6 separate regions of the Mus musculus genome follow, and all the other regions are linked to region 5. A link is a contact called in public Hi-C, HiChIP or PLAC-seq and promoter capture Hi-C data. All regions are on one chromosome and are shown on one strand. Each heading gives the region's core, a stretch centred on a gene start, on an enhancer-like site or on the middle of the called end of the contact. The rest is flanking DNA. Distances are from core to core; before and after follow the strand shown.

What was found. Promoter capture Hi-C pulls out the DNA fragments that hold promoters and counts their contacts. Hi-C and Micro-C count contacts between places; a contact is called where the count stands out from the background. HiChIP or PLAC-seq counts read pairs in DNA pulled down with a chosen protein or histone mark.
Region 1: a Hi-C map of embryonic stem cells shows a contact between it and region 5, with 2.5 times the contacts expected there. The contact joins the enhancer-like site here to the promoter of Cdkn2aipnl in region 5. A contact is called at or near these places in 9 of 39 promoter capture datasets (the 3T3-L1 cell line, the C10 cell line, the HPC-7 cell line and 4 more), 7 of 484 Hi-C or Micro-C datasets (bone marrow-derived macrophages, cerebellar granule neurons, cerebellum and 3 more), 1 of 115 datasets of contacts at active chromatin or transcription factors (bone marrow-derived macrophages) and 1 of 9 other capture datasets (adipose tissue).
Region 2: a promoter capture Hi-C map of trophoblast stem cells shows a contact between it and region 5, with 5 times the contacts expected there. The contact joins the enhancer-like site here to the promoter of Cdkn2aipnl in region 5. A contact is called at or near these places in 16 of 39 promoter capture datasets (the 3T3-L1 cell line, 3T3-L1-derived adipocytes, the C10 cell line and 10 more), 5 of 15 datasets of contacts at CTCF or cohesin (the NIH/3T3 cell line, embryonic stem cells, large pre-B cells and 1 more), 16 of 484 Hi-C or Micro-C datasets (the C10 cell line, CD8 T cells, the HL-1 cell line and 12 more), 8 of 115 datasets of contacts at active chromatin or transcription factors (the SCID.adh cell line, astrocytes, embryonic forebrain and 4 more) and 3 of 9 other capture datasets (adipose tissue, embryonic stem cells and liver).
Region 3: a contact with region 5 is called in an H3K4me3 HiChIP or PLAC-seq map of the SCID.adh cell line, with 9 read pairs. The contact joins the enhancer-like site here to the promoter of Cdkn2aipnl in region 5. A contact is called at or near these places in 4 of 39 promoter capture datasets (the 3T3-L1 cell line, the C10 cell line, hematopoietic stem and progenitor cells and 1 more), 1 of 484 Hi-C or Micro-C datasets (liver) and 4 of 115 datasets of contacts at active chromatin or transcription factors (the SCID.adh cell line, bone marrow-derived macrophages, embryonic limb bud and 1 more).
Region 4: a promoter capture Hi-C map of embryonic stem cells shows a contact between it and region 5. The contact joins the promoter of Rmnd5b here to the promoter of Cdkn2aipnl in region 5. A contact is called at or near these places in 11 of 39 promoter capture datasets (the HPC-7 cell line, cranial neural crest, embryonic stem cells and 6 more), 2 of 115 datasets of contacts at active chromatin or transcription factors (bone marrow-derived macrophages and pancreatic cancer cells) and 3 of 9 other capture datasets (adipose tissue, liver and pancreatic islet).
Region 6: a contact with region 5 is called in an H3K27ac HiChIP or PLAC-seq map of embryonic stem cells, with 8 read pairs. The contact joins the promoter of Tcf7 here to the promoter of Cdkn2aipnl in region 5. A contact is called at or near these places in 2 of 39 promoter capture datasets (the C10 cell line and neural stem cells), 2 of 115 datasets of contacts at active chromatin or transcription factors (bone marrow-derived macrophages and embryonic stem cells) and 2 of 9 other capture datasets (adipose tissue and pancreatic islet).

The regions. Positions count from the first base shown.
Region 1 is chr11:51,701,959-51,706,249 of GRCm38.p6, reverse strand. Sec24a (Sec24 related gene family, member A (S. cerevisiae)) reads left to right here. Exons shown (of 23, transcript NM_175255.3): 19 at 1,837-1,974. Among named protein-coding and RNA genes, the nearest start is that of 0610009B22Rik, 15 kb to the right of the region's middle. Within about 2 kb of position 2,424, at least 31 of the 459 cell types and tissues checked have an H3K27ac peak or open chromatin away from gene starts, as enhancers often do. A contact at or near this core is called in embryonic stem cells, where this site is marked.
Region 2 is chr11:52,344,313-52,348,634 of GRCm38.p6, reverse strand. No RefSeq gene overlaps it. Among named protein-coding and RNA genes, the nearest start is that of Gm51894, 12 kb to the left of the region's middle. Within about 2 kb of position 1,839, at least 125 of the 459 cell types and tissues checked have an H3K27ac peak or open chromatin away from gene starts, as enhancers often do. A contact at or near this core is called in CD8 T cells, the N1E-115 cell line, the SCID.adh cell line and 9 more, where this site is marked.
Region 3 is chr11:52,309,230-52,313,414 of GRCm38.p6, reverse strand. All of the region lies in intron 2 of Gm30217 (a long non-coding RNA gene), which reads right to left. Among named protein-coding and RNA genes, the nearest start is that of Gm30217, 3.8 kb to the right of the region's middle. Within about 2 kb of position 2,439, at least 25 of the 459 cell types and tissues checked have an H3K27ac peak or open chromatin away from gene starts, as enhancers often do. A contact at or near this core is called in the SCID.adh cell line, where this site is marked.
Region 4 is chr11:51,634,019-51,638,502 of GRCm38.p6, reverse strand. Rmnd5b (required for meiotic nuclear division 5 homolog B) reads left to right here and starts at 2,607. Exons shown (of 10, transcript NM_025346.1): 1 at 2,607-2,913.
Region 5 is chr11:51,965,558-51,970,038 of GRCm38.p6, reverse strand. It overlaps Cdkn2aipnl (CDKN2A interacting protein N-terminal like), which reads right to left and starts at 2,408. Exons shown (of 3, transcript NM_029976.3): 1 at 2,082-2,408. The coding sequence starts at 2,320.
Region 6 is chr11:52,281,011-52,285,156 of GRCm38.p6, reverse strand. Tcf7 (transcription factor 7, T cell specific) reads left to right here and starts at 2,143. Exons shown (of 11, transcript NM_001313981.1): 1 at 2,143-2,229; 2 at 2,379-2,445; 3 at 2,911-3,035. The coding sequence starts at 2,940.

The DNA.
Region 1 (4,291 bases), core at 1,175-3,674, 260 kb after region 5:
CCTCCTACATTTTTTCTATGTCAGTTATCACTGACCACAGTTTGCTGATTTATTATTTTTCCTTTTTTTGTTGTTGAGACAAGGTCTTACCGTGTAACCCTCATTGTAGAACTCACTTTGTAGACCAGGCTGATCTTGAACTCACAGAGATCCACCTACCTCTAAATCTTGAGTGTATTTTTATATTCACCTTTATTTCTCCTTTTTCAGGAAGTAAACCATGAATACAAAAGTTTTTGTCTTTTTTTTTTTTTTTTTTTGGTTTTGGTTTTTTGAGACAGAGTTTCTATGTGTAGCCCTGGCTGTCCTGGGACTCACTTTGTAGACCAGTCTGGCCTCGAACTCAGAAATCCGCCTGCCTCTGCCTCCCGAGTGCTGGGAAGGTTTTGTCTTTTTTTATTCATTATTTAATCACAGCACCTAGTATGTAATAACAGTAAGTGAAAAAGATGTAAGTGCATTATTTCACCTATAAGATATAGTGATTGCCGGGCGTGGTAGCCGCACGCCTTTAATCCCAGCACTAAGGAGGCAGAGGCAGGTGGATTTCTGAGTTCGAGGCCAGCCTAGTCTACAGAGTGAGTTCCAGGACAGCCAGGGATACACAGAGAAACCCTGTCTTGGAAAAAAAGTGCAGTGATTATTTTTTTTATACTTTGTTTTAAATTTACTTTACTTTCTGTGTCTGTGTGTTTTGCTTGCAAGTGTGCCTAGTGCTTGTGGAGGCCAGAAAACATCAGATCTTCTGGGACTGGAGTTACAGATGGTTGTAAGCCACTATGTGGGTGTTGGGAACTGAATTTGGGTCTTCTGCAAGACCAACCAGTGCTCTGGATCACTGAGCTATCTCTCCAGGCCCTATTTATTTAATACTAACAGGTGAAATAATTCACTAAAATTTTTCTCGTGGTATGCCAAAAAGCCTCTGTGCGATGAGCTAGACCACCAGCTTTCGACACATGCTGAGTGCTTACAGTGTGCTGCATGTTGTAGGGGGATGGGAGAGACATCATTGAACAAAATTGCCCAGACTCTTTCCAGGGCAGCCTTGTTCTAGGGGAGCCTCACAAGTTAGTGACCTGGGCATAAAAGCTGGTCTGGGTTCTTTGGCAAAGTCACCATAGAGGAGCACCTGGCATAGAGCCATCAGTGAGTGACATGTGACAGACTGAGGCTCTGCTGTTATTAAACACTCTTGCTTCCTGCAGATGCCTCAGTTTACCTGAACCTGCCTGGAGAAGGCGTTCTAGTCACATTCAGTCTGTGAATATTCATTGTTCTCTGCCTCTTGTATTCCTCTCCACCAACTGAGACACTAGCCCTCACCTCACAGCTCCGCCAGCCTGAGTGCAGCTACTACAGCACTAAAACTGTCCCAGCCTCAGCTCTGCTCTGCCACTGTCCTCATGTGTGGTACCACCCTGCTTCAGAGGCCGTGGGATCTGCTGTATTGAGTTTTAATGTCTCTCGTTGTGGAAGAAACAATTACCATCCAGCAGACGTGGCACACTTGCTGGGGTCTTCTTGCTATGCCATGTGTACCTTTATCTTGTCGCCAGGGTACCATCCTTCCCAGGCTTCTCAGCTCCATCACAGTCACTGCAGTTAGGCCTAGCCTAGCAGTGAGGAAACAGACACCAGGAGATCGGGTGACTTAGCAATGGTCAGGTATTGACTAGTTGAGACTTCCAGATGAGGCTACAGGGTAATGACTTCTTCAAAGATAAAATAATTTATGATAAATTTGCTAATTCTGTCTAATGATAATCTTTTAGCAATTGACATTTACAAAACTCTTTTTCTAATGTTGGGAGGCGGGGTGTTGTTTTATTGCAGAAATCTTTCCAGACTGGGACAAGTATACGTCTAGATGAACGAATTTTTGCCATGTGTCAAGTGAAAAGCCAGCCATTGGTTCACCTCATGCTCACAACACATCCCAGTTTGTACAGAGTTGACAACCTCTCAGATGAGGTAAGACCAACTCCCTGTTCTGTGGCTTCTTCCGAAAAACGTGAAGCCTGATTATATTCTGTACAGAAATGAGTTTGTTACCTAAATCCTTGTTTGTTTTTTCCTAGGTAAATGTACAGAAACTTTGATAGTTAGGGACATTCCTGAAAATATTAACTTTAAGTTTTCTAAGACATACTCTCTTTTTTTCTAATTTGAGATTTAAAGATACAGATATAGTATACAAGGTGTCTCAGAGTGTCTATTGCTGTGAGAAAACACCATGACCAAAGTCAACTTGGAAGAAAGGGCTTCTTTTAGCATAGAGTTCATCATCAAAGAAGTTAGGGCAGGAACGCAGGGCAGCAGCTGATGGAAAAGCCATGGAGGGTGCTGTGTACAGGTTTCTCTATGGCTTACTCAGTCAGGCTTCTTACACAGCCAAGACCACCAGACCATAGGGGGCGCTGTTGCGGGAAATATTTAAAAAGAACCACCAAGCTCCTGCACTTCATCCGCCCACTCTCCAGCAGGACCAGAGCTCCTGTGTTCCCTTCTCTTGGCTGCCATGCCAGCCACACGCAACGCACCGCAACGACCATCCACCCAGCAGTCAGCACCTCAACACCCAGCAACCCAGTAGAAACAAAACTCTAGAAGCTTATAATTAACAAGTCAGATTTAGAGGGCTGGAGAGATGGCTCAGCAGTTAAGAGCACTGACTGCGCTTCCAAAGCTCCCCAGTTCAAGTCCCAGCAACCACATGATGACTCACAATCATCTGTGATGAAATCTGATGCCCTCTTCTGGGGTGTCTGAAGACAGCTACAGCCAGCGTACTTTACATAATAAAGAAAGAAATCTGGGCCAGAGCAAGCAAGACTGGAGAGAGAAGAAAAAGTGTCTGAAGACAGCTACAGTGTACTTACATATATCTGACCTTTTTTAAAAGATTTATTTATTATTTATATCAATAAATTCTCAATTCACAAGATGCCTACACAATAATTTCAGGGCCAAATGATAATGATACAAGCTGCCCACCTAGATCAGACAAGTTATCCCAATTATTCTATCCCTATATGATGTTTATAACTACCTGTGGCTACTTAAAACCAATCCCACCCCCGTGGGATCAGGATCTTCCTGTTCATCTGCTCTCTGTCCCTGCAACTCTTTGTTCTGCCTCCCTTTTCCCTGTCCAATCACAAGCTTCCTGCTGCACTAATATTCTAATGTAATTGGACAGGAAAAATTCTACCCCCGGGCACTGCCCACAACGGGCTCTTCTCACATTACTCACTAATTGAGGGAAATGCCAATCTGGTGGGAGCATTTTCTCAGTTAAAGTTTTCTCTTCTCAGGTGACTCTAGCTTGTGCCAAGTGGACATAAGATAGCCAGCACAGAAGGCTCTTACCAGTTGTTCCTAATGTTTAACTTTATAGTTTCCTGGGCTATACCTAAATGGCTTATTCCTATAGTTCAAACAACTTTGGCTAAAACAAGAGGATCACTTGAGCTCATGAGTTTGAAATCAGTCCCTGCCTCAGAAACAAAATTCAAAAACTCTAAGAAGAGGAAGAGGAAGAAGAAAAGGAGGAAGAAGAGGAGGAAGAAGAGGAGGAAGAAGAGGAGGAGGAAAGAAAAAAGGAGAGAGACTTGATTAATCTATTATTAGTTGTATTTCACTAATGTCACTTATCTGTTCACTATATATTATATTTTTCAATTTAATTTTTAAAAACCAAAGTCAAGGGGCTGGTGAGATGGCTCAGTGGGTAAGAGTACCCGACTGCTCTTCCAAAGGTCCAGAGTTCAAATCCCAGCAACCACATGGTGGCTCACAACCATCCGTAACGAGATCTGACGCCCTCTTCTGGTGTGTCTGAAGACAGCTACAGTGTACTCACATATAATAAATAAATAAATCTAAAAAAAAGAAAAACCAAAGTCAAGCTTGATGGCACCGATAATCCTAGCACTTGCAAGGTGGGTCAGGAGTTCCAGGCCTGCCTGGCTAACAGGAAACCCTCTCTTTAAAGAATGTAACAGCCCAGTTGGTAGAATGCTTGCTTAGCATGCATGAAGCCTGGGTCCACTCTTCACCCTGGCATTAACCTTGCATGGTGGTTCATACCTACATTGTCAACTCTTGGAATATGGAGGCAGGAGGATCAGAAAAGAAATTCAGAGTTATCTTTAGCTACACAGGGAGCTGGCAACCAGCCTGTACCTAAAGATCTGGTCTCAAAAAACTAAAGATGGGAATGGGCTGGAGAGATGATCTGTGGGTAAAGTGCTTCGCTGCACAAGCATGAGGACCTGAGTTAGTTCCC
Region 2 (4,322 bases), core at 590-3,089, 380 kb before region 5:
GACATTGGATCCCATTACAGATGGTTGTGAGCCACCATGTGGTTACTGGGAATAGAACTCAGGACCTCTGGAAGAGCAGTCAGTGCTCTTAACCGCTGAGCCATCTCTCCAGCCCCCGACACACAACCTTTATATTTATAATAAGCCCTTAATGCACTACAGCTGGGCAAATATCTACCCTTTAAGCTTTTATATCTACTTCCCTGTCAATAACCCCGAGTTATAACTTGTCATGTTCCATCTGGGCTGCTCTTAACTCCAGTTGGCCAGCCCTCAAGGCCATATTTTCATGACTCATTTATCCCATAGTATCTTCCCTCTCTCCATCTAAGACTCCCTCCTTGTGGTCTCTCCTCAGACTCCAAGCCCGGGAACCCAAACCCCACCTATCTTTCTTCTGTCCAGTTATAGGCTGTAGGCATCTTTATTCACCAATCAGGGATAACTTGGGGAGCAAGATTACATGGTATCTCTTATGTGTGTGCAGATTCTCTTGTCCCTGGGAACCAGTATTTAGTATTACAATACATACCAAAACCAAACCTCAACAATTTAGTGTGTGTGCAGGGGCATATGTGCAGGTGTGTGTGTGTGTGTGTGTGTGTGTGTGTGTGTGCTCACCCTTGTTGGCAGCCATTCCCATTTAAACCACCACAGCCCTGTACCTTCTTCAGGGTCTGGGACCTGCATGGTAGGAGGAAGCACACCTATGCCCGGACATCTCTCAGCTTCTGTCCTGTCCCTCTCCCTCAGATGTCCCTCGCTCACTCAGCTTCCACTGAAAGTCTTGCTCCCCAGCACTAAGAACTGAGCCAGAACAGGATATGGGAGAATCGGGTGCCGCCGCTGCCCTTGCAAAACTAATAATCAAAGGATTAGATAGACTTTGCTCAAAATGCCGTAGAAATAGCATGTAAAGACTGGCCACAGTGTCACATGCCTGTGACCCAGGCACTCTGGAGTACAGGAAGGATGATCAGGAGTTCAAGGTCAGAGAAAGGTTGAAGTCTGGACCACGTGAGATATTTTCTCATAAAAGCAAAGCGAAACAAAACAAAAATGAAGACTGACTGGACCCACATTTAAACCCAGCACTCAGGAGACAGAGGCAGTTGGATCTCTGAGTTTGAGGCTAGCCTGGTCTACATGGCAAGTTCTAGCCCAGTCAGTGTTATGCAATGAGACTATGTTTAAGAAGAAGAAAAAAGGGCTGGAGAGATGGCTCAGAGGTTAAGGTTAAGAGCACCAACTGCTCATCTGAAGATCCTGAGTTCAAATCCTAGCAACCACATGGTGGCTCACAACCATCTGTAATGAGATCTGATGCCCTCTTCTGGTATGTCTGAAGACAGCTACAGTGTACTTGCATATAATAAATAAATACATGAAGAAGAAGAAGAAGAAGAAGAAGAAGAAGAAGAAGAAGAAGAAGAAGAGGAGGAGGAGGAGGAGGAGGAGGAAGAGGAAGAGGAAGAGGAAGAAGAAAATCAAAATTAAAAAGAAGCTGAGAAAGGCCCCTAGCAGCGTCTTCACCCCATTTTCCTCCAAAGAGGAATGCTACAGGAATGTAATCTGTAGCAGTCTCATAGAAGATTCTAGGCGTAGCCAAACACAGCTGAATACAGCCCCATGAACACTGCAGCCAGAGTCATGGAAGACTAAAGTACAGTCCCAGGGAAGCCGGGCTTAAGATGAAGGTGGCAGTGGGTCAAATGAATTAGATGAAGTGGAAATCGTAGACTTCACGGACTGAAGCTGAGTTTCTAGCTGTAACTGGGGAAAGGGCGGAGGAGGCGTGGCCTCTGGGGAAGATGGCGGATCTAGGTGCGACCATTGGCTGCGCCACCCTCCTGATTTCCACAGAGGCCAATCTTGGGGGAGGGGACAGCCTCTGGGACGCCCACCAATCTAGTCAAGGGCAGCTATTGTGGGGCAAATCGCTCTTGGTGTCCTTTTCTTGTCGGAGATACATAATGATACAGGAAAAGGGGCGAATTGAACCTAGACCAGGTTTCTTCTCAACACCACTGATTGATATAAAATTCCCTGTGTTTGCTGACTCCTCTATTTCTGTCCACTCTGCCTGGCCTTTACTTGGGCTCCCTGGCAGAGATAGAGAGGCTCTTACTAGGTAGCAATAGCTTGCCAACCACGCCCACGGATGTACTTCCACCCACTCACCAAGAGGTGGCAGCACCACCCCAGGTTGCTTGCTTGGAAGCCTGTGTGATCTCTTGAAGAAAATTCATTTTCCTGCAGGCATCAGTGCACTTTTTTCCTGATGAGGAAAGTGGGGCCAGTAAGAAAACGATTAGGGTTGCCTTTCATCCCCAATAGCGTGTTCTGATGGCTCTCTGACCCGATCCCAAAGGAGATTCAGTCCTTGCTTCTGGGGAGCATTTTAGCAACCTCTTGAGGTATTTTTGATCTTCACAGGTTGGGTGTAGGAGGCTGTCATAATTAATCTTCATTGTCAACCTGCCTGGGTTTGGAATCACCTAGGAAACACACCCGTGTGTGGCGGTTGCACAGAGGAGGGAAGACCCTGGATGTAGGCGGTACCATCCCATGACTGGGGGCAGGGACGCGGGGGGGGGGGGGGAGGGCAAGACTGAATCAAACAGGAGGAAAGGAAAGAGCAAACCGACCACTGGCACCCCTTCCCATCTCCTACCCGCAGATGCAGTGTGACTAGAATCCACACACTCCTGCCCCCAAGCCTTCCCCACCACAACGGAGTACCCTCAAACCAGAATAAACCTTACCTTCCTGAAGCCAATCAAGGGATAATGCTGGGGGGGGGGGGCATGGGCAGGCCTCTGTGCCGGACCTTGGAGGGACCAGGCATGCCAAAGTCCTTGCCTTCCTTCCAGGAGATCAGGCTTCAGAGAGAGATGATGTCTCTGTGAAGTGAGAAGTATGGTCTTGGGGACAACTGAGAGACTAAGATAGAATGGCACAGACAGAGATCGACTTTAACAGCCATGATGGAGTGTGGGGCCAGAGATATGGGTTCTGGAAGCCAAGCTCTGCTCTCTGCACGTGCAGCAAGCACTCCTAACCACTGAGCTATCTCTCCAGCACCCCGTGCGTTCTATTTTTCCGTTACTAGCAGTTCAGTGGGTGTGCCTGCACTACATCACTATGGATAGGGGATCGATGTGTTGCATGTGATAGACCACATGGAGGCAATGGGAATTCTTCTTTGGATTCCTTGGGACAGGGCTTCTCTATGTAGCTCTGACTGTCCTGGAACTCGCTCTGTAGACCAGGAGCCTCCAGAGATCCACCTGCTTCTGCCTCTCCAGTGCTGGGATTAAAAGTGTGTGCTACCCCCTCACCCAGAGGCAATAGGAATTCCTTATCTCATGGGACCGCCCCCGTGTCTACTCATCTGTGTCCTCACACAGGGAGACAGGAGCGCCTGCTCTGAAGAAGCTCCAGTGACAAGAGAAGACGTCACCTGCTGGCTTTGAAGTTGGAGGAAGAGGCTACATGGCAGGAACCATAACTCCTCAGGCTGAAGAAGACAAACATAAGGATATCCCTGAGAGCCAGGGAGGAAGCCTGCCTGACGACACTTTTGTGCCTACCCAGGGAAGCCATTTTAGGTTTCTGGCTGCCAGCACTGTAAATATTGTTTGGTCTTGTTGAGACAGGGTCTCAGGCTATAGGCGTGGATGGCCTCATACTTAATGTGGCCCGGAGCGGCCTTGGTCATCCTCTTGCTCCTGTCTCGAAAGGGTTGGGATTCTAGGTGTGTACCAACACTCCTGACTCAAAATGGTGTTTCTTTGGACCACCAAATGTGTGCTAATTCAGAGCAGCATAAAGAAACAAATGTAGGGGTGGTGGGGTGGCTTAGTGGGTAGGGATGCTTCCTGTCAAGCTTGACAGCTGGGATCAGCTTACTCCTTGGAATCCAAAGGGTGGGTCCCAAATGTCCTCTGATTTTCATATTCATGTAGACCCAAACCCTCCCACCACCACCAAATATATAAGCAGACAAACAAATAACTAAAACATAAAAATAACAATATTCTAGCTAGCCACTGCTAGTGGTGTACACCTTTAATTCCAGCTCTGGGGAGGCAGAGGCAGAGGAAGGCAGATCTCTGTGAGTGAGGCAAGCTTGATCTACAGAGTGAATTCCAGGACAGCCAGAGATACGTGGTGAGACCACTGCCTCAAAAACAAAAACAAAAACAAAACAAAAAAAACCCACAAGGGCCGGGCATGGTGGCACATTTGTTTTATATCAGAACGCCATGGGGTGAGGGGGCAGCTCTGTGAGTTCAAGGCCAGCCTAGTCCATAGAGTTC
Region 3 (4,185 bases), core at 1,190-3,689, 340 kb before region 5:
GTCCAGGAGGAGGCCCTCTCCAGGTCCTAGTGCCAGACTAAGGCCAGAGTGTCAGGGGCTACTGAAAAGGTTACTCTATGATCCCTAAATTTCAGGCCCTCTGGAGTCTCATCAGCCTGTGATCTGATCAGCCTGAAGCCACATGGCCTTGGTCCATCTTCTGTTGCTCGAACAAAATACCCAACCTGGGATAATTGATAAAGAATAAAGGTTTATTTGGCTCGAGGCTCAGAGGCACAACAGCAGCATCTGGTGAGTGTCTTCTGGCTGCATATAAGGCCATTAGAGTGACACTTGAACCTCTCTCACACTCCTGACCAGTTCCCCAGGTCTCCATAGCTAAATGCCATCCACACGTGGCTGGGAAGACCAACCTGGCAAGCCTTTATGGGGCACACATTCAAATCACAGCACAGCCCTAGACCTGAGCCAGGTGGGCGGAGAGCTGACCACAGGTATGGAAGAAGGGACAAAGAAAACCTTATAGAAGGACTAAGGGGACAAACATGAGACCAGAAGAAGGCCAACTAGAGAGTGTAATGAGGCCAGGTTGTTATTCATGCCCATGTTGTAGGTTCCCAAATATTTTTTAAGTTGGATTTTTCTTTTTTGCAGTGTTAGAGGTTGAAGCCAGGGCCTTGTATCTTCCAGATTCCAAATACAAGCTCTACCACTAAGCTCCATCGAACTGTATTCTGTATGTTTGTAGAGAATATATATATATTTATATTGAATCTCTATGTATACTTATAAAATCTCTAACTGCATTCTAAATATTTATAGGGAAGATATACACTTACATAGAATCTATATCTATATATACTCATATAATCTCTAACTCCATCCTATATACTTATATAGAATGTATATAAATATATTCATATAACCTCTAGCTGCATTTTAAATACTTATCCCCACACCCACAGGCATGTGTAGCTCTTACTCCTCATCAAAGAACCAGAGATGGTTTCAGAATGCCATCACTGGCTAAACTGCAGAGATCAATTGGCCATGAGGTGCCTGACCCCATGACATTTACAATACAACCCCTTCACTTGAGGCTCAAGAGGCATGGAGGAAGAGGGGGAGGAAAGATTTTAAAAGCCAGAAGCCCAGGAATGTTGTTGTGAGATAGTCTGTTCTGGGTGGGATAGGGGGGAGGGAGACAGAGCAGAGTGGGTATGGAGGAGGGGCGTCTGAGAAGAGCTGGGAGGAAGAAGGAGGTAAATATAATCAAGATACCTTACATGACATGTCTGAAGAATGAATAAAAACATTATATTATTTAAAAAACAAAACCCTAGCAAACAAACTAATGAACTAACAGAAAGCAAGCATGATTACTCCTGGAAATGCCCCAGACCCACACATGGCCCGCATTCAAGATCGCCATTATGACCACATTCTTTCATTTTAATTATTTATTTTTATTTTATGTACACTGGTGTTTCGCCTGCCTGCATAACTCTGTGAAGGCATCAGATAGTGAGCTGCATGTGGTTGCTGGGAACAGAACTGGGGTCCTCTGGAAGAGCAGCCGGGGCTCTTAATGGCTGAGGCATCTCTCCAGCCCCTGTGACGGTGTCCTTAAAAGTTATTTTACTTATACTAAAAGGTGAATGTGTGTGTGTGTGTGTGTGTGTGTGTGTGTATGTGTGTCTGTGTGTGTGTGTGCGCGCGCGCGCGCACGAGCGCGTGCTCACTCACTCTCATGTGTGTGCTTGTGTGTGCTGTCCCAGCCATTGTACATTTGCTTATTTAGCATTTTTGTTTGTTTGAAGACAGTGTCATGTAGCTCAGGCTGGCCCCACATATGTCTGAAGATTGCCCTGCCTCTCCTTCCTGAGACCTCAGATTACAGTATATACCACCTCTCCCAGTACTGGGAAGTCAAACCCAGGGATTCCTGCATGCCAGGCAAGCACGCTACCAACAGTCCCTTGCCCTGCTATTAAACTTCTGACCCTCTTACCTATCTCAGGTTCTGGAATTATAGGCAGTATCTCCATACCTTCTTTTGCTTTTGTGAGATTAAGTCTCATTTAGTATATTATGCTGACTTTGAATTCACTATATGTAGCCCAGACTGGCCTCAACTCACTGCAATCCTTCTGCCTCAGCCTCCTTACTGCTAGGATTACAAATCTGAGCCAGCAGACCTAACTGATCTTAAGTCCCTTCATTTTCAGCATTGCTGGCTCCCTGGCCTACCTCAGTGTATCTATTCTTGGGTTTCAAGAGAACTGGGGAATATAGGATCCTCAAGGCCCTGCCCCCAGCCAGGGGCCAGGGGCCTCCTACAGACTTTAAGGTTTGACCACATTCTACTTTCTCTAGGAGGCTGCTTTCTCTGTGGAGACCGATGAGAACACAGAGCAGAGTGTGCCCAACGACCTCTGCAGAGTTCTGCATGGGGCATTCTGAGGTTTGCAAGTGGCTCCGCCCAGACTCAGTGCCGGATGCCAGTCAAGGAAAATGTACATGGCTGCTCCGCCGTCTCCAAAAACCACTGGGCACTGGGACGGGAGGACAACAAACCAAGGCACGTCCCAAACGAGAAACAGGTGGCTTCCTGCGAGTATATCCTAATGCGGCCTCGGCTCGGTCTCCCCGCTCTCCAATGTGGTTCCCATTTGCATGAGGCTGAGTCTTTAGAGCCTGTAGCCCAGATGCAAAATGATATAAATTACAGTTGGCCACTCCAGCCTGCCTGCTTGGGATTGTGGCATAAACATTAAGGCAAAGGCTTACTGATTATAAGGGAGAGATACTGCAGAGAGCTAGGGAGGGTAGGGGACCCAACCTGTCCTCTCTCTGCTCCTTTTTGCATGAAAGGAAGGGCCCAACTCAATTCTCCCAGGCATCTTTAAGGACAAGGCATCCTAAAAACCAGCAAGGAGGACCTGAAGCTTCATCCTCAAACCTCGCCCATTCTATGAGCATGAACATTGCCTTCCTCCGTTCTTGTTCTCCGGCCAAGGTGGGTCCCACTATCTGAGGTTCCCCAGCTCCCAAGAGCTATTCCGATCCTTCATGGAATATTCTGGGCATTTGGTTTAGCAACCCACTGATGTTCTACCCCCTGGATCTTGGCTTCTCCCTTCTTATAGACCATACCAATTATCCCTGATTACAGAATGAATGTATAGCTCTCCTTGGCTGCTGTTTGCAGACCCTGGTCTTCAGAAGATGGAGGGGGGATGCGTATGTTGAAGGTGCAGCAGGAGGTGAAGGTGGGTCAAGCTTCCGATCTTCTCAGTAGGATGTGGTGGAGCACTGGGGAGACCCCAGCCCTGCAGAGTTAGAGCCATAAAAACAAGCTCAAGAACAGCCTGGGCAGCCGGGCGTGGTGGCGCACGCCTTTAATCCTAGCACTTGGGAGGCAGAGGTAGGCAGATTTCGAGGCCAGCCTGGTCTACAGAATGAGTTCCAGGACAGCCAGGACTACACAGAGAAACCCTGTCTCGAAAAACAAAAAAACAAAAAACAAACAAACAAAAAAAAACAGCCTGGGCTACATGATGGGTGGGGGCTTGAAGGCCCCCCCCCAACCCAAAACAACACTGGCCTAAGCGGGTACTCTGACCTTTAGGAAAAGCGGATGCCCCTCCCACCCTCAGCCTCCCAGCTCCAGCCAGCCCTTGTCAGTCAACCCTTTCCCAAGGACCCCTCAGCTCAAGATGACAGCCTCCGGGGTGGGGAGCACCTCCAGCTGCATCCCTTCACCACCAAGCAGCCTGAGGCAAAACATCCTACCCCACAGAGAACTTCTAAAAATATTATGTTTTTGTCAGAGAACCACCTACTTCCTTCAGGCTTTGATCTTCACACAGGCCCTTTTACTTACTGTCAATAACAGCCTGAAGCTACCATCTTCCTTTGAGGGTTACATGTCCAAGACACTGAATCCCTAGCTGGGCATGGTAGTCCCTGGACCTTTTGCACATGCTCAGTTGGTGACAGCTTTCACAGCTGGTCCTGCCCTGGGTGAGGAGGTCTGGGGTCAGAGACAGAGGCAGCCAGAGCACCTATCAGCTGCAGAACTTTATGCAAGTTTACAAGATCCTATCATCTAAAAACTAGGATAATTAGTGATAGAAATATCAGCACTCAAATAAGGAAGTCAGGAATGGAGAATTGGAGGGGGCTAGAGAGATTAAGCTCCCCCCAATTAATTAATTACTT
Region 4 (4,484 bases), core at 1,358-3,857, 330 kb after region 5:
CTCCAACAAAAACCAAAAGTCCAGTCTGAACGAGGGACGAGCAACAGAATCAAACGAATTGGAAAACTCGGGCACAGGAAAAGTGCAGAATAATTCAGAACACGAGGCCCGCCACGCCTCAACAAGGGTTCAAAAGCCTAAATGTAAGCCGCTCCAGGTTCTGGTAGAAGCCGGCTTTGTTCACACCCTGCTTGATGGTGAGGCAGGGTGGGAGAGGAAGTGGGAAAGCCTGGGGCTTTCTAGAAAGCTTGTGAGGTCCTGCCGGCTGGGGTTCGGGTTCTTCAGCTCTGGCTTTTCGCCCTAAGCAGAGCTCATTCAACTCCTCGCCCCCGCGACTTCCGCGTAGGGCTGGGACCACCCAAGCTCTGAGACACCGCCAGGCATCTCCAGGATGCTGGGGTCACGATGCCCCTGCGGGCTAACTTCCCTCTTTGCACCGCCCTCTTCCCTGCTGTGTTTCAGCAGGTTGTGAGCCACAGCTTCCTCTTTTATTAAGCAGAGAATGTTGGTCAGCTCCCAGCATCTCTGTGGCTCACTATGTTCCAGTAGCGATGAAGACAAAGTCCTGAGCCCAATGGAGCTTTTATTCTAAAAGTTGGGGAGGCGGAGATAGGGGCAAGAAAGCAAAATCAACACATAAACACATGATTTCAAGCCAAGGCTGTAAAGAAAACAAAGCTAGATTGTGCAAGGTGGAGGAGGCGGAAAGAGGAGCATGTAATGGCTGTAGGAAAACCTGCAGTAAAAAAGAAGCTGGGGGCTGGAGAGGTGGCTCAGCGGTTAAGAGCACCAACTGTTCTTCCAGAGGTCCTGAGTTCAATTTCCAGCAACCACATGGTGGCTCACAACCATCTGTAATGGGATCTGATGCCCTCTTCTGGTGTGTCTGAAGACATCAACAGTGTACTCATAAAAACAAAAAACAAACAAACAAACAAACAAACAAAAAACCCTGCCTAGCTGGCGTGGTGGCGCACGCCTTTAATCCCAGCACTTGGGAGGCAGAGGCAGGCAGATTTCTGAATTCGAGGCCAGCCTGGTCTACAGAGTGAGTTGCAGGACAGCCAGGGCTACACAGAGAAATCCTGTCTTGAAAAGCCAGAAAAAGAAAGGAAAAAAACGGGGGCGGGGAGAGGGGAGTGCATGAGTTGCTGGAGGACCCCAGGTGATGGTGCACACACCTGTAATCTCAGTACACAGAAGGTAGAAAGAGGTCCTTCGTGATGTAAGGAGTTCAAGGCCAGTCCTGGGTAGGTATCAAAGACCCTTTCTCAAAAGATTCTCTCTCTTTCTTTCTCTCTTTCTTTCTCTCTTTCTTTCTCTTTCTTTCTTTCTTTCTTTCTTTCTTTCTTTCTTTCTTTCTTTCTTTCTTTCGACAGGGTTTCTCTGTGCAGTCCTGGCTGTCCTGGAATTCACTCTGTAGACCAGGCTGGCCTCGAACTAAAAAATCCGCCTGTCTCTGCCTCCCAAGTGCTAGGATTACAGGCATGTGCCACCACTGCCCGGTTCTTTCTTCTTTTCTTTTCTTTTTTTTTTTTTTTTTCCTGGTCTCAAACTCAGATCTGCCTGCCTTTGCCTCCGCAGTGCTGGAATTAAAAGTGTGTGCCATTACACCCGGCTCCTTCATTCTTTTTAGTTAGGGCATGTATACAACCCCTATTTCATTTTGCCCCTAAAGAGGGGCTATTTACAGAGAGCAGCTGGGCTGGGGGCTATGGATGCATAGGGTTAGGTGAGCCCGTAAGAACAAAAACCGAACTCTTAAAAATTGTGTGTGTGTGATGTGAACGTGGGTGTGCTTGCCTGTACAAGTGTGTGAGGGCCAGAGAAGGATTTGGGGAGTCTCGCTCCAACACTCTCCACTTTATTCTCTTGATCCTAGAGCTCTGCTTTTTAGCTACATTAGCTGGCAGGCAAACACAAGAATCCTTAAGTCTCTGCTAACCCCACTCCTGCAATTACAGGCCCGCGCCAGTAGGTGCGAGCCAGCTTTCTAACAGTACCTGGGATCTCAACTCAGCCCCTCACACTTGTTTTGCAAGCACTTTCCCTGTTACCTCAGACTCTTCCTTTAACATTATTTGCTAGTTCAAAATGCATCGCAGGAAATACTTAATCACTGGACCACATACATGTAATGGTCTCTTAAAATGTTCATTTTTCGGGTGCTGGGGGTGGACCAAGGGACCTGCGTGTACTTTAACCCTCCCCCTGTCCTCCCCCTCTCTCTGTCGTAGCTCAGGCTGGCCTAACTCACTTTGTATCCCTGGATCTCTGATCTTCTTATAATTATAAGATTATAGGCGGGTACCACAATACCCAGCTTTGTTTATTTTCTGAGCCAGAGTGTCGCTTTGTAGTCTAGACTGGCCTGGAACTCCCGGCGCTCGTCCTGCCTCCGTGTCCCCTATCCCAGCCTGGACATTTAAGACCTAGTTTACTGTGGTTGGGGGCCCGGATTAGGCAGGTGCGCCAGCTAATACTTCCGGTAGAAACTCGTGACAACCCGTCGGTGGTTCTGACGCGCGGAAACCCAGGTTTGCTCCGGATCGCAGAGGCCAGGCGTCCCGGCACTGCGCAGGCGCTAACTGTTGCCTGGCTCCGGCGAACGATTCATTCGGCATTCCTTGCAAAGCCGCGGGCGAGACACACTGTCTCCCCACGCTCCGCGACACCACGCATGGGCGAGCCCGGACCCACCCGAGAGGCAACCGCCGCGCCTTCCGGTTCCGATGACAGCGGCGCCGGAAGCGGGCTGAGCTGCAAGACTAGGTGACAGCCTGCCGGCTCCCGGTCCCGGGGTGCGGGGCGCCCCGACCAAAGCCTGGAGCAGTCGTCGGCCACACCCTCCAAGGGCTGGTGGAGTCGCCCGGACTCCGACGTCCCGTCCTAGTGCACCTGACTGAGTCAGAGGTAAGCAGCCAGTGGGTGGCGGGGTTCCGGCAGGGCACTGCAGGAGGGTCTCTGGGAGGATAAGTAGGAGTTTGTCAGTCTTTGCACTACTATGCGGGTCAAGTCGGGGTCGTGGCATGCCCCTAGGGTAAATGGTGGGCTTTCCTGTCCTTTCAGTTTTAGGTGAAGAAGTGACAATGTGAAACTTTCTAGTATTTGTAGGGATATGATTTGTTTGAGTGTAAAATACAGGGCATTCGATACTGTGGTTTGAAAAGATGACACGTGTGTGGAGACCTAGATAAGGAGCCAGCCATGGGAAGATGTGAGAGAGTGTTCCGAGAAGAGGATAGAGGCAGAAATAAACTGGATGTACCCTGGAACAGAAAGGCTGGTGGTGGTAGAGTGTGGCAAGTGATGGGGAGAGTCATTGGAGTGAGCATCACCAGGGAGTTTGTTTGGATAGAACTTTTGTTTTTCTTTTGTTTGTTTGTTTGTTGTCTTTGAGACAGGGTCTCTTATAGCCTAGGCTGCCCTGGAGCTTTCTAAGTAGACCAGGCTGGCCTTGAACTCACAAAGATGCATCTGCTTCTGCCTCCCATGTGTTGGGGGGTGGGGTGGGTTAAAGTCCTGCACCACCATACCCAACCTCAGATTTATTTATTTTCTTTTATAATGATGACGATGATGACAACGACGATGACGACAGCATTTCTCTACATAGCCTTGGCTGTCTTGGAATTCACTGTGTAGACCAGGCCAGTCTGAAGTCAGACAGATCTGCCTGCCTCTGCATCCTTAGTTCTGGGATTAAAGGTGTGAGTCACCACACCCAACAGATATTTTTTTTAAACTTCTTATTTCTAGGTGTATGGGGACCTTTTGCCTTCATGTGTGTCTGTGCACCACGAGATGCAGTGGATGAAGAGGGCTTCAGGGTCTCTAGAACTGGACTTACAGGAAGTTGTGACTGCCATGTGGGTGCTGAGAACAGAATCTGGGCTATTTGCAAGAGCAGCAAGTCCTCCTTAAACACCGAGCCATCTCTCCAGCCCCTCTAGTGTGAAGTTTTAACATTTCCTTCATATCTCTTTCTATCCACTGGAAGCTTTTGATTCAGGCCTTCTTAGCCAAAGGCTAGGAAATGGAGGTATTGTTTAATCAGTTAGGCCTACTCAGCCCCGTGATGGGCTAGGTCCTGCAGGGAGGGAGGGGACAAGACCAGTCTCCAGGCTTTGTTTAGCTGCTAGTCCAGTTGAGACACATCTGAAGAAGCAGTCAGGAGGATGTGGAAGTGTGTGGAACCGACACATCAGATTTGTGATGCAGAAAAGAAGGGTGCACAAGGAAGATAGAGCCGTGAGAAGAGGCCTGAGCTGGAGCCCAGGAAGCCATATAAAATGGTGGATGTGACCAGGGACGTAGCACATGCCTTTAGTTCAGCAGGTGGAGCTTTGTAAATTCAAGGTCAGCCTGGATTTCAGAGAGAGAGGTGATTGGTGACCTTTTGGGAGCCTGGGTTTAACTTGAGTTGGCAGAGGTGTGAAGAGGGTGCTTATGGGAGTGAGTGGGTGTAATGAAATAAAGAAGAG
Region 5 (4,481 bases), core at 1,159-3,658:
CAGAACCGCTTGGTCACTGGTAAGGTCACACTATGCCATCTGAGGTTTGCCTCAGCCTTCGCTGTAGCTGGAATACAGATGCGTATATATCAAGCTTTGTAAAGACTGATTTGATACTGCAGGGGAGACCATAGGTGCTTAGCATACAAGTTAACAAATAGTTCTTCCTGCCTGTGAGGACAAACTAGGCTTGAGAACAATGCCAATACAGCAGATGTTCCAAGAATTACAAAAACAGAGGCAAGAGACATGGCTCAGCAGCTAAGACAGCACCTGAGACTCTTATAAAGGACCTGGGTTCAGTTTCTACATGGCTGTTAATTTCAGGTCTCAGATATCTGACGCCCTCTTCTGGCCTTGGAGGATACTAGGTACATATTTGTACATAGTCATACACATAAAATAAAAATCTTTTTAAAAATTACAAAAACAGGAGTTTGGAGAGATAATTTAGCAGTTGAGAGCACTTGCTCTCAGAGGACCCAGTTTCAATTCCCAGCATCCACGTCAGGTGGCTCACAACCACCTGCACTTCCATCCCAGGGAATCCAAAGCTGTCTTCTGGCCTCCAACGGCATGAGGCACTCTTACAGTGCAGGCATGTAGACAAAATGCCCATAGGTATAAAATTTAAAATAGGTATAAACAAGCAAACAAAAAGTTAAATTAAAATTACAGAAACAGGAGCACCATATACCTGGTGGTACATATTCATGGATGAGATTTGAGGGCCTAAAAATTGGATTATTTTTAAAACACACAGAACGTTGGTCTCATGAAAATAACACCATTTATCCCTTTTGTTCAGTTCTCCGTCACGTGTCTGAGTTTGGATTCTGTAATCTCAGATTTTAAAGGGCACCGCAGGAAGGAGGATGGGCCTGTGTGTGTGATGGGTGTGTCTAGCTCAGCGTCCCCACATCCGGTTCTGACAAATCATCCCAACATCTGAAACCAAGCCGCTTCAGCACTGGTGATGAGGCTCGTGACTGAGTGCTTATTTTGGATGTGTAAGGGCCTGGGTTTCATCCCTAACACAAAACCCAAAAAGTAAACCAAGCAGTTTGGCCTGGAGGGGGTCCTGTGACCACTACAAAATCAGGTATGAGTGAGGGTCTCCTGTTCTAACACAACCTCACGAAACTCTAGAAGCCTGGAAGAGCCTGGCCATGCATGCCTCTCAGGACGTGGTTGCCTAGGTGGATCAAGTTCTAGGATTGCCTGGGCTACACAGTAAACTGGAGGCCAGTCTCAGTTATAAGGGAAGACTGCCTCAAAAATTAAAAATCACGGGCTGGAGAGATGGCTCAGCGGGTAAGAGCACCCGACTGTTCTTCCGAAGGTCCGGAGTTCAAATCCCAGCAACCACATGGTGGCTCACAACCATCCGTAACAAGATCTGACTCCCTCTTCTGGAGTGTCTGAAGACAGCTACAGTGTACTTACATATAATAAATAAATAAATCTTTAAAAAAAAATTAAAAATCACAAGGGAGTATAAAAACCTGGTGTCATTTCCAGGTGGAATATCTCAAGGCCAGGCTCTTGCCTTCCAGGTGTGATCACAAAGACTGGGGAGGGCGGGGAGTTAGGACAGCAACAAGATAGCATGGGTTACTTTCCTAAGAGGGAAGCCAAGAAGAGAAAGGGGAGAAAAGATTACATCCTGCCTTAGCGTGAAACCCACCAATGGTGAGATACATCACATCCTCTTGCTAGGTGTCTTCATCTAGAGGAAGAGTCTGCACTTTTGTCACGTGGGCGACAGGAGCTAATAGACTTCAAACACACTCTGGAAAGGAAGTCCTCTGGGCTAATAAACAGTAATAACAATGACCATTGCAATTCGGCCGCCTTGGAGCACACCTGCACTGCACGCCCTATCATTCAGCTGCTGTAGTCATCCCAACCACTCATTCACAAGAGAAAAGCGAGGCTCAGAGGAGAGATTTTTTTCCCGAGGGAATGCTAAGAGGGGATCAGTAGGAGGCTGGCGCCAGGTTCAGCGTGGAGCAGTGTATATGCCCAAGCTGAGGATCGACTGATGGGGACAAGGTCAGCCAGCTGTCGGGGGTCCGCACCTGCAACCCAGGAAGAGGTGGTTGGCCCAGACCATGGATAAGGACAGCAGCTGGTCCAGGCGGCCGCCGCCGTCGGGTGGGTCTCGGTAGTCAGGCAGGTGGCGCAGGATGAACTCCATGCGCGCTTTCCATTGCTTCTCGCTCTCCGAGTAGGAACGAAACTGCTCGGCGAAGTCGGCGGCCTGCCGCACGCCGGAAACTAGCTTCTCCACCGCGGCGCTGGCCTCGCCACCCACCATGGCTCCCGCTGCCGCAGCCGCTGCCGCCGCTAAGGATCGCACCAGCCCGCCGCTTTCCCGACACGCCCCGCGCCGCCGCCGCACGGCTAGAGCGACCACGGCTGAGGGCGAGTGCTCTGGAGGACTTATCTGGAGCGCCCTCGCGGGGCACGGAGGTCTAGTGCAACCCAGCGTGTGTGGCAACTGCTGGGGAGCTTGAGGCCCGCCAGCATAGAGCTGGCAGCTAGGTGCCCATTGGGACTCTGCAGTGCCCTTTTTGCCCTGGGTCGTTCACCGGGCATCTGTCTATCCTCAGCCACACCTGAGGTTTGCCCTAAGTTCTGTGGCTGTCCCTTGGGAGTGAGGTCCTCTCTTTTATGGATCCACTGTTATCTCAACATCTTCACTGAGGTTGTGTTCTCCTATCTTGCTGTATTCATCATCCAATCAGTACATACAAGGCATTTTGTTTCGTGCCCAGGATGCCCCACTCTAAAGGACTTTGTGAGGGACCCTCATGGTGGAAGGAGAGAACCAACTCCTGAAAACTGTCCTCTGACTTCTACATGCAAGTTGTGGTACTTTGATGTACACACACACACACACACCAAGCAAGTAAATAAATGTAAAAATATAAAATGTAAGCTTGAGTCAGAAGAAAGCCTAGAACTCAGGACCTCCAGATCTAGTGAAGGTCTTAAGTGGTGAGTGGGCTTCAAGGAAGTTCATTATATACTGTTTACTATTGCAGATCCTTCCCTCCCGCTCCCCCAGGGTCATACACGGCCAAGCTGGCCTACAACTGCTTGCTTGCTCCCTTCTGTGGCTTCTGTGGCAGTGTTAGGATCCCAGCAGGCAGAAATACAATCCAGTCCGCAAATGCCAGAGCAGTGAGGACCAGCACCAAGCTGGGTGCTCTCACCTCAGGAAGACACAGTGCTGACACTACGGCTTGGAACATCTGAACCAAACATGAGAATCCAAAGACAGAAACAGCTTTCCCCCAGCAGTCAGCAAGTTAACTGGATAACAGCGACCAGAGCTGAGTCCCAGGATACAGATGCCATACCCTGACTGATACTGCAGTGGCAGGTTCCCAAGTGAAACCTCAGATACCCAGAGTCAAGGTCCCTGGTAATTCTGATTCTAGCTTCAGCTGATCAGACTCTGAGGACATTTGATGTGCCAGGCACAGTGACAGACACCTTTTGTCCCAGCTACTCCATATGTCAAGGCAGGAGAATTATTTGAGCCTGGAAATTTGCTGCCATCCTTATCACCAGAGAAAGATGCTTGACTCTTAAAAACACTGCGGAGGCTTCAGTGAGCTACATCCTTGGTTCCTTGGTTGTGTACTGCAGTGGTTGGTCTAGAAATGAGAGCATGGGGGCTAGAGAGATGGCTCGGGAGTTAAGATAACTGGCTGCTCTTCCAGAGGATATGGGTTCAGTTCCCAGCACCCTCATTGTGGCTTACAGCCACCCACAACTACAGTTGCTTTGTTTGTTTTGTTGTTGTTGTTTTGTTGTTTTTTAATAACATAGGCCATAAGCCTATGCCTGAGCCTCTCCAGAGCTGGTATTTTAAGTGTGTTCCACCATGCTATTGGATTTTGATATAAATTTTAGCATCTCTTTGTTGACTTCTAGAGAAGCAGACTGTTGATATTTCATACGGGATCATGTTGACTACATAGATTCATTGGAGAATTAACATATCACTAGCGAATCTTCTAGTTTACAAACATGGCAACGACACATCTTTCCATCTAGTCTGGCTTTTTGTGCATGTGCTTTTGTTTTGTTGTTTTATTTACTTAGTTTTTGAGATGGTGTCCCTTTCTGTGGTCCAGAGAGTTCTTGAAGTCTCAACCTTCCTGCCTTAGCTTCCTAAATGCTGTGGTTACAGGTGTGCTGCTGCTGTATGTATGGGAAGTGGTACTTGCTTTTTAAAAGCAGGTTCTTAGGTAACCCAGGATGGTCTCAAACTCCTTTGGTAGCTTAGGCTAGCTTTGAAATACTGATCCTTGGACTTCCATTTAGGATTGCAGGCATGAGCCAGTATATCTGCTTTGTGGTTTGCTGTTTCTGTTTCTTTGCTTGCTTGCTTATTTTGGATGTGAGTGAGTGGTATTAGTAAACATTGGCAGAATGTGGAAGTCAGCCTCAGGAGTGAAGGGCTG
Region 6 (4,146 bases), core at 894-3,393, 320 kb before region 5:
CTTGCCAAATAAAGGTATATATATATATATATATATTCACTAACATTTGAGGATAGGCTACTTCTGCACCAATAAAGCCGAAAGGCCTTGTTCTTTGATAAAAGGGCAATACCAAGCTGGGGAAAAAAATTACCCTGGAGGGCAGAATCACACCTCCCCAGCCCTGACTTTTCTTCAGAAATTCGACCCCCAATGACCTGTGTCAGTTGAAACTTCATGGTCTGCCAACTATCATGGAAGCGACATTGCCAAAGTTGGAGTCGTTTATAAACACAGGAGGATCTGCTGCGCTTTGGCTTAGGATGATCTCAATTTCTGTGCAATTTTCTCAGAGAAGTGCTCACCCCAAAGTTAGCCGGGACAACCTCGGAGCTGAGGTCGTAGGGGGAGGCCTCGCCCCTGGGCCCTTCTTCTCCTGTAGGCTTTCCATTGGAGCCCCTGCCCTGCCCCCGAATCTAGAGAAGATGGGGTCAAAATCAGTAGCAAACTGGCACCTGCGGAAGAAGGACTTTAGAGGTGCCAAGGGCGGGTTCTGCACCGCATCTCTATTGCCAAGCTCAGCATTAATGGCCAAGCCCCCCATCGCTGAGAAGGAGGTGAAACGGGCATCCCGGCTGGGAGCTGGAGGACTCAGAAGCCCCGCTGGCAGGGCGCTGATAGGATCTGAGCGCTGAGAAGCAAGGCCTGGTCTCTTTGATCCTCCGCCAGGCAGGCTGGGCCTGGACCGGGAGGGGCGGTGCGGCTGTCTTCCGGCCGGCTTTGCGCCGCTGCCAGGGGTCCTGTGGGGCCGGGAGTCGGAGAGGCGGCCAGTGTCCTCCTTCACAAATTACCCACTGTTGTTTCAACTGCTTTCCCAAGAGGTGGAAGAGGTCTACATTGACTCCAACACCGAAACGTTCTTGAGGCGGAGGTGTGCGACCTTCAGTTTACTGCATGGCTATCCAAAGGGCCTAGTGTCTTACAGAAACAGTGATCGGTCGTGGTGAATTCGATGCTGGGTGCCAAGGAGATGCCACTGAAGACGCGGCCTTAACTAGCGTCTGAGTCAATGGGCTCCGGATGCAACTTCCCAGACTGAGCAGCTGCCTAAAGACCCCAAGAGAGAATTTCGTGACCCATGTGGCCGCCGGAAGTCTCAGTTCCTGGACAGCAGGTTCTAAGCGTCGAACTTAGTTGAAAAAGTCATAGCGGGCTGGAGAAACCACGTGAGTGGCCACGATCCTTCCTCGCCTCGAGCCACCACATGTCATATATTTATAGTGTTTGATTTGCACATGCAACAACAGGCAGGAGCTCAATAAATGTGTGAGGCGCTAATGCTTGTGTCTATGTAAGCAGGCTGTCTGGAATAAGGTCCCTAATCGGCACAGGGATGATCAAAAGGGCAGGTGTTTGTGTGTGTGTGTGTGTGTGTGTGTGTGTGTGTGTGTGTGTCAGGGTCCATCTAGTATCCCGGGGACGTAAGAAGCCTCCAGATTGAGCAAAGGACGCTGTTCACACCAAGGTTCCAAGTCATCCACAGGTTCCACCGGTCTAAGGAACCACCTTCTCCGCAACTTGGACGCAAGTTGTGGCTGTATGATAGTTAAGGAAATGGAGTTCCAGAGTTTAGTAATGGATTTCAGGTTAGAGAATAGCTGGAGAGCGAGCCCTTTAAGATTATTCCCAGTGGGCCTGTCCCGGTCTCTCCAGGGAGGGGAGGGCGGGGCCTGGGACGTTAGCCCCTCCCACCGCGGCCCCGCCCCGGCGCCCGCCCCGCCCCCGGCTCGCTGCCCGCGGTGCCTTTGATGTTCCGACCCGCCGGCTCCCAAAGCTGCTGTGCCCCGCGCCCTCGCCCCGCGCCCACTGGCCGCTCAGGCGGAGTCAGCGTGCGCTCCGCCCGCCGCGCTCCGGGCTCGGAGCCCCGCACCCTGGGCTCGCCGCCTTCCCGGCCGGCTCCGCGCCCCGCACCCGGCGCCCCGGCGGGCGCAGCGCACCATGCCGCAGCTGGACTCGGGCGGGGGCGGCGCGGGCGCAGGCGACGACCTCGGCGCGCCCGACGAGCTGCTGGCCTTCCAAGACGAAGGCGAGGAACAGGACGATAAGAATCGCGACAGCGCTGTGGGCCCGGAGCGGGACCTGGCAGAGCTCAAGTCCTCACTGGTGAATGAGTCCGAAGGCGCGGCCGCAGGCGCCGGGGTCCCGGGTCCCGGCGTCCGAGTACATGGAGAAGCCGAGGGAGCGCCCGAGGTGAGCCCGGCCCGCTCCTCCCCGGAGGACCTCGTCCCGAGTTGGTAGCGTGCGGACCCGCCCCCCCGCGCCACGGTCCTCGTGGGTCCCATCTCTGGAGCCCCTCCTGTTCCCTCCGCTCCTCATGGCCCCTCTGCTTCGCTCTGCAGGCCCTGGGACGGGAGCACACTTCGCAGAGACTTTTCCCGGACAAACTTCCAGAGTCCCTAGAGGACGGTGAGTTTTTGCGCGGCTGGGGAAGAAGGCGCTAGAACCGGGGGTGGGGGTGTGGGGGGCGGGTTTCCCGGGCGCCGCTGAGCTGGAGTCACTTCCGGTGCCCTGACCTTTATAGGAGTAAACAGACCCCCGCCATCTCCGCCTCCCCTCCAGCCCAGGTGACTGACTAATCCTTTGCCTTGAGGAGCAAGCCTTGGCTAAGGTTCCCAAGCAGGAGGGTGGGGTAGGGAGTCAAGTCCCGGTCGCGAAGTGGAGGTCTGGACTCGGGGGTCTTTCCTCAAAAACTTGCCTTTGCGGATATTTCCACCCGTTCGGAGGTCGCTGTTCCCTGTCAAGTCACGAACTTGAAGGGGACCCCTTGGCAGGGTTTTTTTTTTTTTTTTAACCCCCCTCCGGAGCAGACAGCCTTCAGTCCTTAGGAGCAGCTGGCTGGGCTGGTGTCTGACCCAGCTGTGGTTTTTCCAGGCCTGAAGGCCCCGGAGTGTGCCAGTGGCATGTACAAAGAGACTGTCTACTCTGCCTTCAATCTGCTCATGCCCTACCCACCGGCCTCCGGAGCAGGGCAGCATCCGCAGCCTCAACCCCCGCTGGTAAGTGACCGAAGCAGTCAGGCCCTGTAATGGGGCTGGCTACCTACTTGACCACACAGGTGATGCTTGGACAAAAAAGGACTTCTCTGCCCAATTCCTAGATGCTCTTGCCCAGTTAACATCCAGAGGAGTCTGACCCAAAAGGAGATCTCTGAAGGAGCGCCCCGGCTCCAGTCTTTCTCACTTGCTTTTGACCTTTGTCTTCCCAACTTGCTCAAGCAGGTGCCTGTGTTGGCCCACGGTGGGGTTGAAAACGTTTTTGAGCTGAGCCCATGCCATTCCCTAGCGTGATGTGCATGCTCTGAGCTAGAGCTCTGTGGTTAGCTTTTTTTTTTTTCCTTCAGAGAAGCGAGGGAACTCGGGTGTGAGAAGACTGGGTAAGAGACCTAATCTTTTCCGTTGCCCAGTTCCACTGTGTCCTGACTGCCGTGTATAAGTCCTTGCCGAGGACCCATGCCACATGGTGTAGGTTTTGAGCGGGCTGGGCTGCTCTCGCACACACAAGGAAAGGTTTGCTAAATGTAGGACAGATCAGGGTGTTGGTTAGGGGTCAGCAACGTGAATCAGTGTCAGGCTTGGCGACACGGCTGTATTCATCATGAGCCATGGCTTTGGCCCTTCAAGGCAAGCAAAGTGTGAAGGGCTGGTTCTGAGCTGGGTAGCAGCCAAATATGACTTTTGAAAAGTTCTGGGGTTCCTGAAAACTACTGGGATTCCAGAGTGTCCTCAGTCAGGAGTTAGGGTGTACAGGAAGCATGGAGGTCTGTTGGGTGTCGCCGTGAGCCCAGTGCAGGTTGGAGCCCCGGGGTAGAGCCTTGGATGGCGAGTGGCAGACCCATGCAGAAGGCTCCCCGGTAGGGGGCTAGGATAGGGAGTCTAGGCCTCTTAGCCGAGGGAGACCTGGTAGTCTTTAGAAGTGGACTCCATTCTTTACCTGTAAGCTGTGTGTGTTGACAGAATGGTCTGTTTGTCTGTCTGCTTTTCTGCTCTGGGATGGCTTCTGTCTGTCTGTCTCTGCCTTTCGGCTCTGGGATGGCTTGGTAGATGAGGTGCTTCTCTTGTATGTAAAGAGGTGGCTGGCTCCTGACACTGCCACTTGACAGTGCCACAT